Linked DNA regions of Dromaius novaehollandiae: region 2 is linked to region 1. A link is a contact called in public Hi-C data. All regions are on one chromosome and are shown on one strand. Each heading gives the region's core, a stretch centred on a gene start, on an enhancer-like site or on the middle of the called end of the contact. The rest is flanking DNA. Distances are from core to core; before and after follow the strand shown. Region 1 holds the start of ANKRD60 (ankyrin repeat domain 60). Region 2 holds the start of STX16 (syntaxin 16).

Region 1 (4,010 bases), core at 1,040-3,539:
TTCTACCCTAGTAAAGTTCACTTCAGTTAAGGGATTCAGAGTTCCTGGAATACATGATATATCTTCAGAGGAATATTACAGAATTTTACAGAGTGCTTAAGTTTTGTACATGTCTTTCATGCAAACCTGATTTGGAAAAAAACACCTTTTAACTGGTCCAGCATTCGAATCCCTGAGAACCTGCTATTTCATGCCTAAGTAAGAGGTAAGGGGATTTTATTTGGGATTTCTAATTTCTGGAATGTTTCAAATGGCAAATGTTCACTCGTGTGTGTATGTGTATATACATACATATAAATATATATGTGTATATTTTATACATACACATGAGTATTTGCCATTTGTTATATTAACAAAATTCTCGTAATAAAATCTGCTAGCTTTTAACCATTTTTCAAAACTATCAAGCTGATACTTTTTGGTGGATCCTGTCCTCTCTCATGTCCCAGATCTGCAGTTAATGTAGGACCTGTCCAAAAATGAATGCTTAATTTATCTATTACTACATGAGACCATTCTTTAGTAATTATTGTGTCCACACAAAGAAAGTATCATAAGTAGACCAGTGGGAATATTTCTTTCCCCTTATGTCATTACTATACTAATTAAGTAGTTCAACTGCGTGAAAGTTTTTTACAGAAACTAGAAACTATTACTTTTTTTTTTTTTTTTTATCTGGATTGTCTGCAATACAGCAAGTAAGTTCCTCAGCTGGGCTCTGTATTTTTTTGGAGGGTTCAGTTTTGTACAAGTCTGTCTAACTATAATTTTGTATTATAATGTACAGTATTTGTAATAAATTGTTTTCTTGCAAGATCATAAAATGCTTTCAGAAGTTAGTCAAATATACCATTGCTATCACTGCTATTACAGTAAACAGTATAAACTCTGTAAATTCTGCAACATTCTACATTTAACTTTTTATTTTTTTTATAATTTAAAACAAATGCCTCTTCAATACAGTCTTTTTATGATTGCAATTTCTTAGCAAAAAAATTAATTTTTTCTAGTTCTAATATCTTTTTCTAATGCTGGCGTTATTGGTATTTTCTAACAGTTCAAGTTTTCTAAGACTTCTGACAAGGGTTTACTTTTGTTTTTTTATTAACAGCTCATTACATTTCTCAGTATTGATCAAATTTTTTTTAAGTGTGTGTATATATAAATAAGTATGTTTTAAACATACTGTATATAAATTAGATACTTTGAGCATTAACCCAACCTAGTTTCTGTTTGTCAAGTAATCTTAAATAATTACCTTTTCTTGCCACAATCCACTGAAAAAACATAAGCTTCCATATGTTTTAGAATGTTTGGGTAGTTTTCATTAAAATTTTTAATTAGAACATGTGTAAACAGTAAGCCACTAGCTATAAAATTTAACTAAAAGGCTAAACAAAGTTCTTGTTTTTTAAGATATTTTGGTACCTCTCTAGCTCCAGAAATTCATATCTATTTTAAGTGGTATGATTTCAGCAGAGCTTTTAAAACAGTTGTTAAAACTGTAGTTGCATGCACTAATAGGAGATTACAACATAGTTCTTTTATTTGTAGGCAATGTGCAGGTCTAAAACAGGCTTAACCTTTGCAAGGTTTGCCTCTTTTTTTAATTTTATACTAGAAATATGATTTCAGCATGACTAAAGACTGCACTTTACATCTTGTACTAGACAAATGTATGCAATGAAGAGTAAAGCTATGTGTTCACATACAATTCTCTGGGTTGTTTAAATTATGCAAAAATATATATTTTAAAAAGCCAGATGGAGCAAAGCTAGGTAGTTGATCCACTGTCACAAAAGCAGAAAGAATACCACTTTAAAACGTTTCTGACTAAGGAACATGAAAATAATGTTAGTGGTGCAATATTGCTTGGATGCTGTAGGTAATTATCAGGCACTTGTAATCCAAAGCATGTTAGTCATGTTGCTTAGAATTCAAACTCACTGGTATGTTATGTGTGATATACACTTGGCATCTAACAGGATGCTGCCCTAGTGGCAGTTGTGTCTGTACACAGTGTTGTTTAGAGCCCAAATAAGCGGGGACACTCTGGAAGTGCCACTCATTTGTCAGAATAGAGAATCTATGTAACTTTTTATTTGTATTTATCTCAATAAATCCTGTGACTGTTTTATGAAATTAACTTGTAACTGACTTTTGTCGTAAACAGGATATGAATGTATTTTTTGGTTAAGGAAATGTCTCCCAAGCATAAATGCTTTGTCATCTCTTAAACCAGGATTGAGTGTGGAATTCATCATACTGTATAATAAAAAACCCATAGGTGGCCAGAGATTTGACGCGGATCTCTCTGCGCTTTTTCCTTGAAGTGAGCATGCCAAAAGGGCTTTGAAACTAAAATTGTTCTGTTGGAACCGAAACTCTAGCGAAGTGCATTTTAAATAGAGAGAAGTCATGTGCTGGGTTAGACTGGCTTTCATATCCTTAACTTAAAACCTTCTCTCTTCAAATGTCACCCTGAAAGGATGTTCTGGGCTGGTCTTTCACTTCAGTGTTGCTTTCAGGCTTCTTGTGTTAATGAACTCTACATAGTTGCTGGGTCCTTAGGAAAAAAGAACAATCAATGATGCCTCGTGGGTTGGTTTTGCTGCCCTTCTCAGGAGCCTTCCTGTATATTCTGCTGCTGCAGTCACCCTCTTGGTTGTGTTTCATATGCTCACTGGCAGCTCCATCCTGTACTCTAGAACTTCTCCCAACTGCTGCTAAGGGATATATAACCTCCCTTCCTTTTCTCTGCAGGATTTTAGCTGATGCGAAAGTGAGGACAGCAAGTGGTCTTTTGTTTTCTTTTCCCTCCTGTTAGCCTACCCACAGATTTTGAGTAGGACATAAGACCCTAGTGCAATAAAGTGGAAGCAAATAAAACAGCCACATGTTCTTTGCCTTCACTTGAAACTAAACATGTAGATTGAGATCTAAATTTGAACAAAGAAAACAGGTATGTAAAATATGGACAGCATGATGGCTAATGTCAAAGGAAGGTTTTTACCTGAATTACTTCTCTGTTTCTCTGCTGCCTGTCTTCCAAGCAAGCTTTTGTCATGCTAATGAAAATCAAAAGATGGGCAAGAACAAAACAAAACAAAAAAACCTTCCTGTAATCGCCCTTCTGTATGCATGGATGCTCTCTGATAAGTTCATATAGGCTATTATGTCACCTGCGCACACCAAACTGTGATGTCAGTTTATGCTGCCTGGATATCATAATGTGCTGGTATGATAAACAAGGAAATCTATCCTTAATGATGTAGGGAATTTTGATTAGAGGAATTTCCAGGGGAGGGAGGAATTACTACCGGATCTAGACTCCAGTCCTAAGAGAGGAAAGGCTCACAGACTTCTACTCGGGACTGGATTCATAATTATGTCTTTTTTGCCCCCACGGATTTTCAGTGTCCAGCTCCATCTAGCTGAAACTAATGAGATCTTTTCACTGCCTCAATGCCAAAATGACTTGACTTTGAAGAAGCTTAAGCCCCATTTGGAATTACTGACTGGGATACCCCTTAATTTCCAGCGGCTTCAGTACCTGGATGAAGGTAGGAACCTGTAACCTCTGTGGGATCCTTGGCAATTATTCTCAGTATCCCTGTACCTGCTAGTGGTGACTAGCATGGTGCTTACCTGGATGACGATCAAAGTTCTGCTTTCCTCTTTTTACCATACTGTACCTGGAATTCATCTCCTAACAGTTAACTTTGCTTCCTGCTGCTTAAAGGTAAAATCTACTTACCAGGACCTTCTTAGGAAATTGCAAGTGCTGACCTCTGAATTCCTGCCTGGTTTGTCAACAGCCAGTGTTAATACCTGGTTGATTCACCCCAACCTCACATAGCTTTAGCAAGGTTCTGGTCCGTTTCTTTGCAGTTGGAACTGTGTGGAGTAATGTTTTTCCAATTAGATCAGCTGAGTGTGTGTTGGAGTACTTAGTTTTGCAGGTAGCAAGCAGAGATTCTAAGAAAAGTCCTTCCTTTAAACTTGTTTCA
Region 2 (4,010 bases), core at 603-3,102, 200 kb before region 1:
AGAAAATAAATTAGCTGCAACTGTTACAGTAACAGGCACCTTAGAAACATGAGAAGTGCACTGCTCCCACTATGCCATCTTCACACTTATCGCTAAAACAGTATGTTTGTAGCAAGCAGCAGCTATGGAACTGAAAACTGTCCACCAACAGCAAAGCTCAGCCATTAACTAACTTCATACACAGCACAAGAGGGTAACAATTTCCAACCTCTGTCAGCGTTGGTTGCATTTGAACCAGCATCCTAGAAAATAGCTTCAATTAATGTTGAAAACTACTGTAAACAAACATTTTATGCAAGTACTAAGTGTTATTGCACTCCTTGTTGAAAGGAAGGGTAGTTTCACTGGTCAGTAGTCTGAACTCTGCATTTTAACTACTACTAATTTTCAAACTGATATTAAAAAAATTATGAATACCAAGGATTTAAGAAATGATACTGTTCTTGGCAAAAAATATGTTAAGAAGAAAGTGGTACAATAAAACATATATAATACACATTACTTGTTGTGACCTCTCCTGTTCTGCCAATGCAATTCAATATATAGCTATTACACAGACAGGTTTAATAAAATTAACAATTAACAAAGATTGTTCCATAGCAACTCATCAGTTGAAATAAAATTTGCAGCACAAAGCACTGCTTTTCCTAACAAAAAAATTCATTAATGCAAAGCGATTGAGAAAAATGAGTGGGCCAGAAGACATTTACTGGAGGTTGTTGCAAATAAATGAGAAGTCTGAACAGAAAGTGGAAAAGGACTGGTAGCTCTGGACTGATGTGGTTTGCTTCAGTTACCAACTACAAAAATCAGCTGAGCTTGGCTGCCATGGGGAATGTTTCATTACTGAAATCAAACCATTAACACCCTTTGAATTGCCGCCTTGCACATATTTTCGGCAGAATGATTCTGAAAATGGTATCAAAGCAAGCTTCAATTCTTAAGTTTTCCATCACAGCTCAGAAATTACACCAGCTCAAAATTTAGAAAAAGCCACATAAAGCCAACTGCCACTGAACAAACCACTTTTTGAAGTTTCTGTAACGAAGAACCATATTAGAAGCTGCTGAGTTTCCCTCTCACAGACGACTTTCAATACCACTGGTATTGGGGGGGGGGGGGGGATGGGAACCAGAACAAACTAAGGAGAAATTCAAGCACCAGGATTAGTCCACTCTACTGCATTTAACAGTGCCCACACCGCGGTGAATAGAAGAGTTCTGCTCTGCGAAAAAACTTGGTTTTTTTCTTTCATTTGGGGGAGAGATTAATCAGCACTGGACAACAACCCAGTGCCCAGCGCCAGAAGGGAGCTACGGGATGGCGAACTGCGCTGTTCCCGAAGGGAAGGGAGCTCAGCGTGAAGGCAGATCTCGTCTATCCATTTTAGGGGAAGCAGCAGGAAAAGAAGGTACCGCCGGGGCGGGGGGCGGGAAGGGGGAGAGGCGGGGGGAGCTCGGGGGCAGCAGGGGGAGCGGGGCGGCGGCGGCCCCGAGCGGAGCTACAGTAGGATGAAGGGAGGAGACTCACCGCAGCAGCCATGCTACGTGAACCCACAGGGCTGGAGGAGCCGTAACTACTCACTTGCTCGGCCAGCAGCTGCCGGCTCTGCACCGCGTTGTTCCGCAACAACAAGAACGCGTCCGTTAGACGCCGGGTGGCCATGGCCGCCCGCCGCCGCCGGCCCCCGAGCCGGGCAGGGGCAGGGGCGGCGACGCCCGCTCGCCGCTCACAGGGCCGCGGCCCCCCGCACCGGCCCCCGCCGCCCGCCGGCTCCAGCCATCGCCCCGCCGGATCTGGCGGCGGCGCGGCTCGCTTCCGCGTTGTGCACCGCTCGGCGCCTTCCGCCGCGCCTTCCGCCCGGGCCCGCCGCCCGCGACGCCACCGTTCCGCCTCCCCGCCGGCCCGGCAGCGCCGGGAGCAGCCCGCATCCCGCCCCGGCGGCGGGGAGGCCGCCCCGGCGCCGTCCTGCAGCGGCTCCCTGCCTCGCCTGGCCTCCGCGGGGGACATCGGTGCCCTGCGGCGGCCGCCCTTGGTAAAAACCAAGCCTGGGCCTACAAAAAATGGCTCCTGCCCCTCAGGGCGGCTGCGACGGCGCCCCACCGAAGCCCCGCGTACCCCGGCGGGAGGCTTGGAAAAAGCCCCGGTGCAAAGGAGCCGTGACGCTCCCATAACGTTTGCGGGATGGTTTAACTCCTTATGCCTGCGCTTTCTCACAGCCGGGAGGTATTTGAGGGCCTGCTCAAAAGGCTCGGCTTTGCCCCTGGGCGAAGCGCTGCAGTATGTCCATTGGGATTTGACTGCCCCGTCTTCCCCTCCGTCTTCCCTCTCAGCCTTCCACCCCGCCAGGCTGCCCTGCTTCCGAGGAGCTGACTGCTTTCCAAGGATACTCGCACAGCTCTTCCGTCAACTCTGACCATTCAAAAATCTTGAAATTCCATGAAAAAGCCATGGAAAATGACAAACGTTGACCGTTTGCAAGAGGCTATTTAATAAAACCTGAAATGGTGACTGAAATGATTTTTTTCCGGTTTTATGTTGTTTAAAGCTGTTGTACTGGACTGTCTGGAAGCTGATGTGATAGGGAGCGGGCGGAGGCTGCTGCTGTCTGCCGGCTACCCGGGAGTATGATCCACACCTTGCGTCTTGTCCTCCAAGTGTCCAAAACGTCCTTTGTGCCAACAGCAGCAACGGCTGTGCCAGGGCAGCTGCTGTACCCTTGTCAGCAGGGGAATCACGAGCTTAAATTCTCAAAGAAAAAAGAAAATTCCTATTTACACATATGGTAGGAACAGTTACTGTAATCGCAACCACATTTTCTGGAAATGTTGCTCCATATTATCTAACCACTTGGGCAAACTTGTGCAGTGAGAAACAGAAAGAAGTATTCCTTTGCTGTTATAAGACATTGTAGGAGTTTTCTTGAACAGCCCTTCTGCCTCAGCGGGAAAGACTAGAAACTTGGAATTTAACAAGGAAATAAGCCCCAGTCTTACAAGGACTAATGCACGCACTTCATTTTTCGTGGTCTGGTGAAATCTGTTTTCATTTTGGCTGCCTTACAGTGGCTTTAAAAATATATGTATAAACTTCGTTTCTTCATGCTAATTTTTAATCTACTGTAACAATTTTTTATTCTATGAGAACAGTTGTAGCTAATGATCTTCCAGCTTTCCCTTGGCACAGCGTATGCGGCTGTAAGTCGAGTGGAATTTCTCATGCGGGCAGCAGTCTCTGAGCGCTCTTTCGGTTCTGGATGCGTGCGCAGAGAAAACAGGTTGCAATCGCTCATTTGGTGGGACAGTGAACGTGAACCCCAGGAGAATCCTTATCCCCTCCTGTGCCCAAAGCTGGTACACACTGGCACTTTGCATCTGACCATTCCGGGTCTTTAACAGCTTCAAGGGCTTGCATGTTCGGCAGGCTTGGAATTTAAGCAAAGGGTATGAAAAGTATCTGGATCTCATATACAGAGGAATAAAACTCTGTAAGGAAGAGGTCCAGACCTAACTCAGTGAATAACCACTTCAAAGTGGGTTTTAGGAATAAGCAAAGGAACTAGGAAGAATGGAAAAAAAGGATTAATCAAAGAAAACTACATCTTAGAAGTTAGGAAGTGTAGGCATAAAGGGAAATTTGCCAGAAGCAAAGCTGAACTAGACCTTGCAAAGGAAACTAAAACAAATAGCAAAATGTTCTTCAGGCATACGTGCCAGGAGATGAAGAAGAGAAGAAGTAGGGGTGATGAGAGGGGGAGAGGAAGGACATAAATGAAAATATGGTATATAGTGGACATGTACATAGAGGAAATGAATGCATGGAGATAGAAACTGTCTTGTCCAAGTGGAACAAAACAAAAAGATCAAAATGGGACAGGCCTGTGAAGTATGTGTTTGGCTGTGTAGGTTTAAATAACAACATCAATGCAGGAACAACACAACACAATTTCAGAGCAGAAAAATTGTTCTGAAAATTAAAAGTGACTCAAATAAGACTGATCCCACTACTGT

The links. A called contact is a pair of places that touch in the nucleus more often than the background predicts.
Region 2: a contact with region 1 is called in a Hi-C map of liver, with 6 times the contacts expected there. The contact joins the promoter of STX16 here to the promoter of ANKRD60 in region 1. A contact is called at or near these places in 3 of 4 Hi-C or Micro-C datasets (brain, liver and ovary).

Annotation. Positions count from the first base shown.
Region 1 is chr16:15,968,601-15,972,610 of bDroNov1.hap1, reverse strand. It overlaps ANKRD60 (ankyrin repeat domain 60), which reads left to right and starts at 2,289. Exons shown (of 4, transcript XM_064521571.1): 1 at 2,289-3,563. The coding sequence starts at 3,389. It overlaps LOC112993231 (serine/threonine-protein phosphatase 4 regulatory subunit 1-like), which reads left to right. Exons shown (of 18, transcript XM_064521568.1): 18 at 1-2,142.
Region 2 is chr16:16,164,521-16,168,530 of bDroNov1.hap1, reverse strand. STX16 (syntaxin 16) reads right to left here and starts at 1,852. Exons shown (of 10, transcript XR_010391939.1): 1 at 1,531-1,852. LOC112986169 (a long non-coding RNA gene) reads left to right here and starts at 1,130. Exons shown (of 5, transcript XR_010391940.1): 1 at 1,130-1,411.